Regions from separate parts of the Mus musculus genome. Here all the other regions are linked to region 1. The links are chromatin contacts, called in public Hi-C and promoter capture Hi-C maps. All regions are on one chromosome and are shown on one strand. Each heading gives the region's core, a stretch centred on a gene start, on an enhancer-like site or on the middle of the called end of the contact. The rest is flanking DNA. Distances are from core to core; before and after follow the strand shown.

Region 1 (3,496 bases), core at 597-3,096:
TAGAAGTAACCAACAGGAAAATTCCATAGTACCAAGAGTCTGAGCACTGTTCTTAGAAGGATAAAGTTTATACAAAGTCTGGGGAGAAAAAGGAAAATCGGAACAAGAAGAGGATGGTGTATCTCAGGTCCACAGCGAGCAATGCATAGACTGTGCAGAGCACTGATCATCTAATGCTCTCCTGTACCTGGGACTTCAGTCTGCACACTGGGGCTTCAAGCTGCATGGAGGAGGAGGACAAAACGAGCCAACCCATCTGCACAGCTCATCTTCAGATCCTCCCCACAACCTCCCTGGATTTATGCTGGGGCCCAGGGTCCTCCTCTTGAATGTCCACAGCAATGGCATTTGGAGATACCCACAGGCCTACATTTCACTGTGGTCCAGGCCTTGGGATCTACATTCATGAATGCCAGTTTCCAATACTCATTAGCTAGATCACTATTACCTTTTGTAATAAAGAAATGATCCTCTTCCTATGAAATATCTTTACTTATTCTATCCTAATAGAGAGAGAGAGGAAAAAAAACCTAAATCGAGTGGTTAGTTTTTTTATAGACAAAGCAGTCCTAAATTACTTAATAAGCTTTGTTTAAGGTAGATGCTGTTTGTCACGTGTGGTGTCCCTCAACCTAAGTTTGCTACTGCTATGTTTCATAATGAAAATTTGACATGTGACTACTGTGAAAGGGTTGTTCAACTCCCCAAGGAGTTGACCCACAGGTTGAGAACCAGTGTATAAGATGTCTGAGATGTGGGTGGAATTGCTCTTTTTGACCTAAGGTAAAGAATTTCTTAGATAAAGATTAGCAGGATCATAGAAATTATTACATGGCACAATGACCAGATTTCTGTAACAAAACATAGGATTTGTGTAGCTTTCTAAAACGCTGATTGGAGCAGACTACGTAAGAGAAGACAAGCAGCAGATCCTGAAGACTGGGAGGAAGCAGGGAAGAGAGAAGAATGATGCAAGGCTGGCTGTGCAGGAACCAGGCAGCAGTCGCTGGTGGTTTTGGCTGAGGCTACGGCACTCGTTTCTGGGCAGCAAGGACTGAGGACTTCTCCAAACTTTAGTAGTTAAACTGCCACATATACAATGGTTATAGAAATGGATAGTGGTAGAGAGCAAGAGAAAGAAAACATGCAAGAGCTGGCACCTGCACTGGTCACTAAACAGGTGGTTGGTCTGGGCCAGCCCAAGAGCTCCTGGGTGACTGAGGCAAAGGGAGTGATAAGGCAGTGCTAAATGGGAAACAGACTGCACTCAGGAATAGCAATGAAGACTAACTTGCCAGTTTTATGTAAAGTAGTTACAGCAGAGAACAATCTCTGAAATCGTGTAGAGCTATTGCAGTATGAGAAGTACTATCTGGGTCCCACACTGGTCACAAAAGTTAAGGAGTGCCTTCGCTTCTATCACAGTATACTAGCTGCTTAGCAGAACAGCCAAGGAGGCTAAAGGATTTAGCCAATAGTCTTATATACAAAAACGATGAGCAGAAGGTCTCAAACACTTGGCTAGTTTTTGTGTCCAAGGTTTCAATTTATCTGATTTCAAGTTTCAGACTTTTTACATCTACATTATGGGCATGAGGGAATGACTTAAAGAATATTTTTCCAGCCATGCCATGCAGTGCTGGTGGGGAGATACACCCAGAGAGACCTGCCCTCTACTGCATGGCACAGGTAGGCTGTAGACACACAGAGGCCTGTATGCCACCATTGCAGTGCAGCAAAATTCAGCCCAGCAGGAGGAAGACATCCAGAGACCCACTCACTGCCATGTCACATGGGCAGGCTTAGACACTTAGAGTCCTGCTTGCTGCTATGCCACGCAGCGGAGCAGATGAGGTCACCCAGAGGCCGGCCAGACATGTGGCAAGCCTGGAGTGGAAGCCACTACAGTGTGTAAGTATGTGGTGGACAGACAGAGAGAAAGAGAAGCAGAACACTGAGCATTATGAATAGAGACAGAACTGGAGATGAGAGGGTGGGGAGGACTAGGCAGCCCTGCTACCTGAGACCATGGGGGAAGTTCCAGACCACGTTGGCACTGAGGGCCATGCCTGGGTCTGTGGCCATGCTACAGCAAGTTGGTGTTGATGCCTGTGGCTTATATTACCACTAGAGACCATGGGGAAATCCCTGGTCTGGACAGCCTCCTGGGACCATGTCGATATCCAAAGGCTATGCAGAACTGATGTCACCCCTCACTGCTATAGCACTCTGGAGAGCTGGCTCCACCTCCTGTCAACAGCAGTAGCATTTAGGGGAGCAGGCTGAGGTTGTGAGTGTGGGAGATCTGGCCTTGCCACTGTCTGCCATCAGGCAGAATGGGCACAGGGGTGATGCCCATCCCTCACCACCTGCAGTAGTTGGGTGAGCTGGCCCTGAGTATGTGAGAGTGGGAGATCTGGTCCAGCCCCTCACTGGCTGTAGCACTTGGGAGAGTGAGCCCAGTGCATGGACTGGGCAGCACAGCGGGGCTGGCTTTGGAGGTGTGGGTACATGCAAGCTGGCCCGAGGGCACGAGAGCAGGAGAGCTGACCCTGCCTCCTGCCACAGCATTGGGTAGCCTAGCTGAACAGGGCTGGAGAGCTTGCCCTGGTGCCCTGGTGGTGTGGATGCAGGACAGCTGTCAGGCTGACCAGCTCAGCTATTAGCCAGGCCCAGAAGCAGGGTTTTGAGTTGGCCCACCCCCAAATCTACATTATCTATGAACTGTTTGAGTTCATGAAAGGGCCAGTTCTGCTGACCCAAAACGGCAAGATCTCTATGAGCGACAACAGGATAACTGGGAGGAGTCTCAGAGAGGATCCACCATTAATGATGTTACAGAAGCCAGAGATCTTGAGCCATACCAATGACTCATTGCAATGAACATTTGCAAGTGAAGATGTGTGGACAGAGGGATAAACTGTGTGTGATGGTTTACATATGCTCAGCCCAGGGAACAGCACTATTAAGAGGTGTGGCCTTGTTGGAGTATGTGTGTCACTGTAAGGATGGGCTTAAATGCCCTCAACCTAGCTGCCTGGAAGCCAGTAATCTCTTAGCAACCTTCAGATGAAGATGTAGAACTCTCAGCTCCTCCTGCACTATGCCTGCCTGAATGCTGCAATATTCCAACCTTAATGATAATGGACTGAACCTCTGAACCTGTAAGCAAGCCCCAATTAAATGTTGTCCTTTATAAGACTTGCCTTGGTCATGGTGTCTGTTCACAACAGCAAAACCCTAACAAAGACACTGAGACACACCATGACACACTACAGCTTCTATGACAAGTTTTTTTTTTTATGCTTTTTTTTTTTTTTTCTTTTTTGTGGTTTTGTTTTTTAGTTTGTGTATTTTTTATTTTGGGGGGAGAAAGAGGTTGTAAAGGAGGAGGGCAGATACAAGGGGATAGGGAGATGAGTGGGATTGGAGTATATCATGTGAAATTCACAAAGGATCAATAAAAGAGTTTTTAAAAATGCAAAAAGAATTCCAC
Region 2 (3,496 bases), core at 671-3,170, 73 kb before region 1:
CCCAAAACCCAACTTTGCATTTGTATCATAATATACCATGAAGAAAGTAAAATATCCGAAGCAAACGAAACATTATCTGCAGTAAGTTTCCTGTTGGGGGAATGAAATATTTCATTCTTCAGATTCTCAGTGAGGGCTAGAGATGTAACTCAGAGGAAGAGTGCCTGTTTAACATGCACAAAAATCCCAGGGAAGATGATGCGCCATCAAATGAATCTTCTGTAAGGCTGATTAACTGAGCTACAATGATTGTGCAGCATTTCAAATGCTGCAAACCCAGAGCCAAATTTTCTTAGGCCATCTCTAGCCTTCTTAATTGCTACTTATTGTCCTCCTCTGCACTTAACATGTTTCTGTGACCACAGGGTAAATCATTTGGAATGTACATACAGTGCTACCACTCAGCAAACTAAACAGCTAAGGATAATGTCAGTATCTTAGGTCTCTAATAAAGGTTCCCTGTAATACTCTTTCCCACCTACCTAATGGTCACACCAAATATATTTGGAAAGTATCTTGATTTATGACTTTCTTTGTCCTGTTAGTATAAAAGCTTCATGAAATGGCTTCAATTGAAACATAGCACTTGGGGTGGCCTAATTCTGTGTTCCCAGGCCAATGACTGATATTTGCCTCCAGCATAAATTGTCTCTTAATACTGTTAAAGTTAGTTTTCTTGTTTTTGCTTCTCTCTCTCTCCTTTCTTTTTATCATAGCATTCCCTAGGGTGCCATTCCAGCAGACAATCCTCAAATGGTCACATTTTACTTTTAGTTCACAGATCATCAATATTTAAGACAATGAACATGTGCCTCTTAAAACATCTTACTGACCACCTTTCATCCTCTGCTGATGGAAGCATAAAATGGACCACTCTAGGAAGGATGACTTCCAGTGTTTAAAATGTTTACAAACACATCTAGACATTCCGATGGTTTACAGCACACCCTATTATGTTTGGCTGGGCAATACCTTTAGCTTCCTACTGTTGGTGCAGCAGAAGATGCAGCAGTTAATGGCTGCTTCATCAAAAGTAGTTTTATGGTCTTTCAAGATGCTGGAATTACCTTTACCTTGCCTGATACTGTTGCATACAAAACTCCAAAGTGAAATGTCCCTTTAGATTATAAAGTATAAACATATAAACTTTATATGCCCCAGTACAGGGGAACGCCAGGGCCAAAAAGGGGGAGTGGGTGGGTATGGGGGACTTTTGGGATAGCATTGGAAATGTAAACGAGTAAATACCTAATTAAAAAAAAAAAGAGAGAAAAAAAAAGTTTCTTTATAGTGCCTCCTTCATTTTCCTAAGAAAACACACGTAGCCCCAGCCACCACCTCGGACCTTACAACTAATGTTGGACCAGTCTGCCTTTTTCAGCAAGAGCTATAAGGTTGTATTACTTTATGGCTTTCTTCTACCAAGGGAAAAAAATTTCTTTAAACACAATAAAAGCGAGATGGGAGAAGGAAATTCGTAAGTTCTCATTCAGATTTCCAGAACTCAGGGTCTCGCATACACGGAGGTCGCTAAGAATAAATAGAGTCAGGGCTCAGCAGAGGAAATGCAGGTATCCCACCCAGGGCTCCTACTGGAGTAGGCCCTGTTAGGCATTCCATCAGATAGGGAGCGTCTGACCTATGGGGACATCCTTGAGGAGTTAGGGCAGTGGCTAGAAGACCTCTTTCCCCCTAGTCCGTCAGAACCTTGAGCCCTGTGGCTCACTCAAGAAGCCTCGATGTTTTACCGTGCAAGGCGTCTCGGACTGCGGAAGAACCAGGTAGAACCCGGACGCGCCGCACTGCCTTTGAATCGCAGCACTGGGCGGAGCTCCCCACCCTCTTGTATTGTGATTGGTTGGTCTTCGTAGACTCTTCCTTTGGATTGGGCCCTGGCGGTGCCGATCGCAGAACGTCACCGGTTTCTCAGACTGTTGCAGGAAGGAGTGGTGTGGACACGTCTCACCGGGCGGACGCGGCCTGGCGGTTCTGATTTGGATTCCGGCGCCTGGGCCACGACGCCTTGAGGAGCTTTATCAGGCTGTCTGGGAAGATCTGGGGAGCCCAGGGCATCCCGAAGTCACCCCGCCCCGCGCCATGTCCTATACGTTCACGAGGTGAAGGGCTGAGGGGGGCTGGGCGTGAGGCCAATTGCTCTGCGCTCTATTCTAGTGAAGGTGCGCGCCCGGGCGCTTTATAGGTGCAGTTTGCATCCCTTCTGCGGGTCGCTTGCCGGTGTTGCTCCTGGAGGCACCAATGCATTGTCGCGGCTGACCAGAGTGGCTGCGACCTCGGAGAATCTGCGTCAAGGGCTTGGCGGGGGGGGGGGGGGGGGGTGGCGGGGGGGGTGGAAGCGGGGGGTGATTTATTCACCAATGTTATCCCACTGTTCGCTAGGCATTGTTATGGTAACAGCTTCCAACTTGTATTTCCCGGCACTATGCAAAAGCGCACTAAAGCATATTTGCAGAGGAGCTGAGAGGGAAACTCGCGACTTGATAGCCCCGTGTGTTTTTAGGAGAACTACATCTTCTAGGAGGCTTCCAGCAAACACCTCTTTTCATCATCTACTGTGGTTTTCATGCCCATTTTTGCAACAATTATCCCTATCCTTTAAAATAATGGGGCTTCAAGGTCAGTTCTCTATAGTGTCACAATTTAGATGCTCGATTTAAAATGTGTTCTGTTCCAAAGGAGTTAAAGCAGAGGATGCTGTGGATGCATTTATGTTAAAATTTAAAGTTATTTTCATAGCGGGCAGTGGTAGCCAAGTACCTGGGAGGGAGAGGCAGGTGGATCTCTGAGTTTGAGGCCAGCCTGGTCTACTGAGCGAGTAGGACAGCCAAGGCTACACAGAGAAACCCAGTTTCAGAAAAGGAAAGAGAAGAGGGGAAGGGGTTAGGGGACCAGGACAGCCAGGGCTATACAGAGAAACTCTGTCTCGAAAAACCAAAAAAAGAAAAACAAGTCCTGTTTTGTTTTTGGTTTTTTGTTTTGTTTTAAAACAGGGGTCCTGTTTGGAAGTATTCGCAGTCTGTCCAGTATGGATCACACGAAAATATTCCAAGACTTTCATACTCAACTTTCTTGCCACATTTTGAATTCCAAGACATTATTCCTCCAGATGACTTCCTAACGAGTGATGAAGAGCAAGATTTGGTTTTATTTGGAACTATGAGAGGACAAGTTGTTGGACTACGCTATTACACAGGAGTTGTAAGTAAAAGATTAGATAATAAAATTATGGTATGTTTATGGTTTTAACAGTAAGTTATAGTAAAAGGTGATGTATACAATGAATGTTTTACTTTGAATGAAAGGCTAGTCATAAATACCTTGACTAACTGATTAACTTCTTACTTTTCTCCTATGCTTATAGTTTATAAAGCACTTTTGCCCACACATTTGGTCCTTGTGATTACTGAGGAACGTGGTAAATTTAAGAAATGACTTCAAATCCATCATGTTTTGCATTAGGTTATTCATTTTTGTAGTA
Region 3 (3,496 bases), core at 551-3,050, 68 kb after region 1:
TTTAATTTACCAATATCCAGAATCATAAAATTAAAGTTGTGGGCAGAGTACAGAACAAAGTGATAGTAAAAAATCAACATTTATTTTTCCCGTTTCTAGGTACTATTTCTAGGCACTGTTCTAGGTACTATTTCTAGGTACTGTTGTAGGTACTATTTCTAGGTACTGTTCTAGGTACTGTTGTAGGAACTATTTCTAGGTACTGTTCTAGGTACTATTTCTAGATACTGTTCTAGGTACTATTTCTAGGCACTGTTCTAGGTACTATTTCTAGGTACTGTTGTAGGTACTATTTCTAGGTACTATTTCTAGGTACTGTTCTAGGTACTATTTCTAGGTACTGTTCTGATTCTCACAATTCTGATTGGCTTCTCCCTGATCATCACTTTTCATCTCATCTTCTAATTTTGTGTCATGCTCAGGCTGCTCTTTGAGTCTACTCTAAAGACGTCTCATGTTTGTACTAACGTAAGGTCACACTTTTTGTCAAAGGGTCTTGTCACAACAAATCTGCCCTGTAATTCTATGGAGACTGTTGATGAACATCCTTAGCAGGTGTAGATCCTAATTTTGTGTCTCTAGCTGTACTTAGTTTTTGAGAATGAGCAAGGGTTCTCCACCATTCAGACACTGGATTTAATACTGATTTTTTTTTCTTTTTATTCTGTAGACTGGAGAGGTGACCTGGTTCCCTCACTTGTCTTTAATGCCTTTTTTTTTTAAAGGTTTATTGTTAGTTTTCCCAGCCTAGTGTTGAATTGATAGAAAAGTGATTTCTCCTTATCATTCGCACTGTTTAGATTGCAGGTAGTGCCATGATGTCTGACTCTGGAGTATGCTCAAATATCCTGTGTTCTCCCAAATAGATGATAGATGGGACAAGGTAGTTAAAGTGAGATGGAGGAGAAGACCTCGTCCGCATGCAAACCTATCCTAAGATCTAGCTCCTATGTGAGTCTATGGATTACTCAGGTTAGAGGTGACCGTGTCAGACCTTAGACACCCCAGGTCAGGGACCAGAATTCAGTCACTGAGATTACCTGACAGCTCAGCATGTCACAGATCTTCATTTAGGTAGGCGAAGGCTATTACAATCCAGAAGGACTAGGAGATAGGTCCCTGAGACCAGTGGTTTTGATTTGATACGAGAGGAGGGTGAGAGGAGGGATGTAATTGGTACAGGGCATGGGACCATGTTTAGATTTGTTGGAAGAAGAGCTTGATCAGAAAGGACCAGGCCACAGGAGGCAACACCCTGAGTGTGTTTTAGAAACATAGTAACTCAGTTAATTTCTGGTCTGCATTCACTACAATATTCTAGGTTGCTGATGTCTCCCCCATAAAAGAAATCTGACGAGCCACGAGGAACCTGTTTGAGAAGATTACTCTTCTTTTAAGATAAGAATGCTTTTCCTGGCCAGAAACTCAGCCTGTGTTTAGAAGCTGTTGTGTATGGCATAAATTAATTCTTTATACAATTGATGCAAGTTGGCAGATCTGAAATTTGAACTTAGTTTTTTTCTGGTTCAAGAAGCAATATGAGTAACTCAAACAAGAAAATTTAGAGATATTTGGCAAGGAAATAAATCTTGGGAGGTGACAGAGTAGAAGGGAGATGATCAAAACCAAGCAAATGCCATCAGCCAGGCGGAGTGGATTTTAACTGAAAGGGAAGTGCTCGTGCTTGTAGTTCCTTATCTAAAATCCACCGGCTCGGTGGAAACGTCCGAAGCCCTCACATGAGTCACATGACAACGGGAATTGGCACAAGAAATAGGCCACAGACTTTTGCTTGGAAATCATAGTCAAGGGTGAAGCTATGAAGAAAGCTTGTCATGTGGCAACAAGCCTCCTCCTGCGGGGGAGAAAGAAACGGGAGCCAGTGTATGAAGAAAGGTGATTAGATGTTTGACCATAACATAAACGGAGGGAACTTAGGTGAGTCTCTGGATCTCATTGTCTTTGTCCATGGGCATTTCTAACAGTAATTGTTCCATGCTTGTCTCCACAAGGTGTCCAAGCCCAGGGGGCCTCTGAGGCTGAGGGAGGACGGTCTAGAGATCTACTGCCTGGGTTCTCTCGCAGACCAGTGGGCTAGAGATCCAGGTGGGATGGAGTTCATCCTTGTTTCCCATTAACCTAGACACCAAGGCAATGCAAGTCACCATGAAGGCTAGCTGTGGAGGCTAGTTGTCTGGAGAAGTCAGCTCATTACTGTGCCTATAAATACACTGTATAAATTACAGGTTTGTTTATACATGTAACTGTGGTCTTACTATCTTCCTCACCTGTCTTAATAGACCAGAGAAAACTCAGCCTTAGTGTTATATAACTGCAAAGTATGCACTGGACAAACTGGCTGATGACAATCTTTCAATCTTGAGCATATTATACAGGTAATTTGGGGGTTTCATATGAGTCCGGTATGAAGTGGATGTCACAGAATCCTTGTATTTTCTTTATGAAAGATTCCATCTTTTTCTTATGCAGATGAAAGTCTTTGTAGAACCACATGGTCCCCGTCTTCAGTTTTACCTATCTTTTTCATTGGGAAAGCGATGATCACTCAAAAAAAAAAAAAAAAATTCATCCAGCTTTTTAGCTTCTCTCAAATTCTGAAGGTTTTAGCAAAAAAAAAAAAAAAAAAAAACAAACAAACAAACAAACAAAAACAACAACAACAACAAAACAACAAAACAAAACAAAACAAAATAATACAAAACAAAACGGGCCTGACAAGGTTTAGGAGTTGAGTAGCAGCGCCACCTTGTGGTTCAGATCTGCCACTGTTGGACGCTATTCCCACCAAGGCGTGACTGAGTGATTTGCTGAGTTTGGGGATAAAGTCTCTAAAGATGCAGTGGGGTCATGCGAGTGAGACCCTGGTCTGGTAGAAGTGAGAAAATAATTTTTTGCTGTCTATAGTATTTTGTTATTTCAGCTTAACCATAATAAAATACTAGTCTCACTTTGAATGTAACTTCTGTGGGTATTTGCGAGTCTGGTCTATGAACGTGGAAGTTAAGAGCAGCGAAGATCCTTTTCCTTTGCTTTGTGTGCTGGCAGAGACAGAAAGAATTTTTAATAAAGGCCCTGGCATGGGAGGTGCACAGGCTGATGCCAACGGACAGAACTGGCAATGGCTAGGATATTAAGTACAACAGTGCTGCTTGTGAGGCAAGAGCTGTCTTTACTTAACACTTATATTTTATGTATGTATGTTTGGCCTGCATGAACATACACCATGTCGTGCAGTGCCACAGACACCGGAAGAGGAACTGTGGTTACAGAGGGTGGTGAGCTGCAGGTGGGCGCTGAGAATAGAACCTGGGTCCCCTGGAAAAGCAGGCAATGGAATCTTCCCCAAAAAGTGTAAAACTGTGCAAAATGTATATATATTTACATATAAAAATGTATATTAAGAGAGAGAGGATAACAATCTCTCTCTTAAGAGAGTTCATTCTCAAGGGTAGTTTTATATGACTTCCTTTCTGGA

The links. Promoter capture Hi-C pulls out the DNA fragments that hold promoters and counts their contacts. Hi-C and Micro-C count contacts between places; a contact is called where the count stands out from the background.
Region 2: a contact with region 1 is called in a promoter capture Hi-C map of the C10 cell line. The contact joins the promoter of Hltf here to the enhancer-like site in region 1. A contact is called at or near these places in 2 of 39 promoter capture datasets (the C10 cell line and neutrophils), 2 of 484 Hi-C or Micro-C datasets (the HPC-5 cell line and nephron progenitors), 2 of 115 datasets of contacts at active chromatin or transcription factors (the SCID.adh cell line and embryonic stem cells) and 3 of 9 other capture datasets (adipose tissue, liver and pancreatic islet).
Region 3: a contact with region 1 is called in a Hi-C map of bone marrow-derived macrophages, with 2.3 times the contacts expected there. The contact joins two enhancer-like sites. A contact is called at or near these places in 1 of 39 promoter capture datasets (liver), 1 of 15 datasets of contacts at CTCF or cohesin (the NIH/3T3 cell line), 22 of 484 Hi-C or Micro-C datasets (the G1E-ER4 cell line, Sertoli cells, bone marrow-derived dendritic cells and 13 more), 5 of 115 datasets of contacts at active chromatin or transcription factors (bone marrow-derived dendritic cells, bone marrow-derived macrophages, cardiomyocytes and 2 more) and 2 of 9 other capture datasets (adipose tissue and pancreatic islet).

The regions. Positions count from the first base shown.
Region 1 is chr3:20,128,730-20,132,225 of GRCm38.p6, forward strand. The region is part of intron 5 of Gyg (glycogenin); the gene reads right to left. Among named protein-coding and RNA genes, the nearest start is that of Gyg, 25 kb to the right of the region's middle. Within about 2 kb of position 1,847, at least 43 of the 459 cell types and tissues checked have an H3K27ac peak or open chromatin away from gene starts, as enhancers often do. A contact at or near this core is called in bone marrow-derived macrophages, where this site is marked.
Region 2 is chr3:20,055,891-20,059,386 of GRCm38.p6, forward strand. Hltf (helicase-like transcription factor) reads left to right here and starts at 1,921. Exons shown (of 25, transcript NM_009210.3): 1 at 1,921-2,117; 2 at 3,009-3,216. The coding sequence starts at 2,098.
Region 3 is chr3:20,196,336-20,199,831 of GRCm38.p6, forward strand. No RefSeq gene overlaps it. Among named protein-coding and RNA genes, the nearest start is that of Gm31320, 24 kb to the right of the region's middle. Within about 2 kb of position 1,801, at least 12 of the 459 cell types and tissues checked have an H3K27ac peak or open chromatin away from gene starts, as enhancers often do. A contact at or near this core is called in bone marrow-derived macrophages, where this site is marked.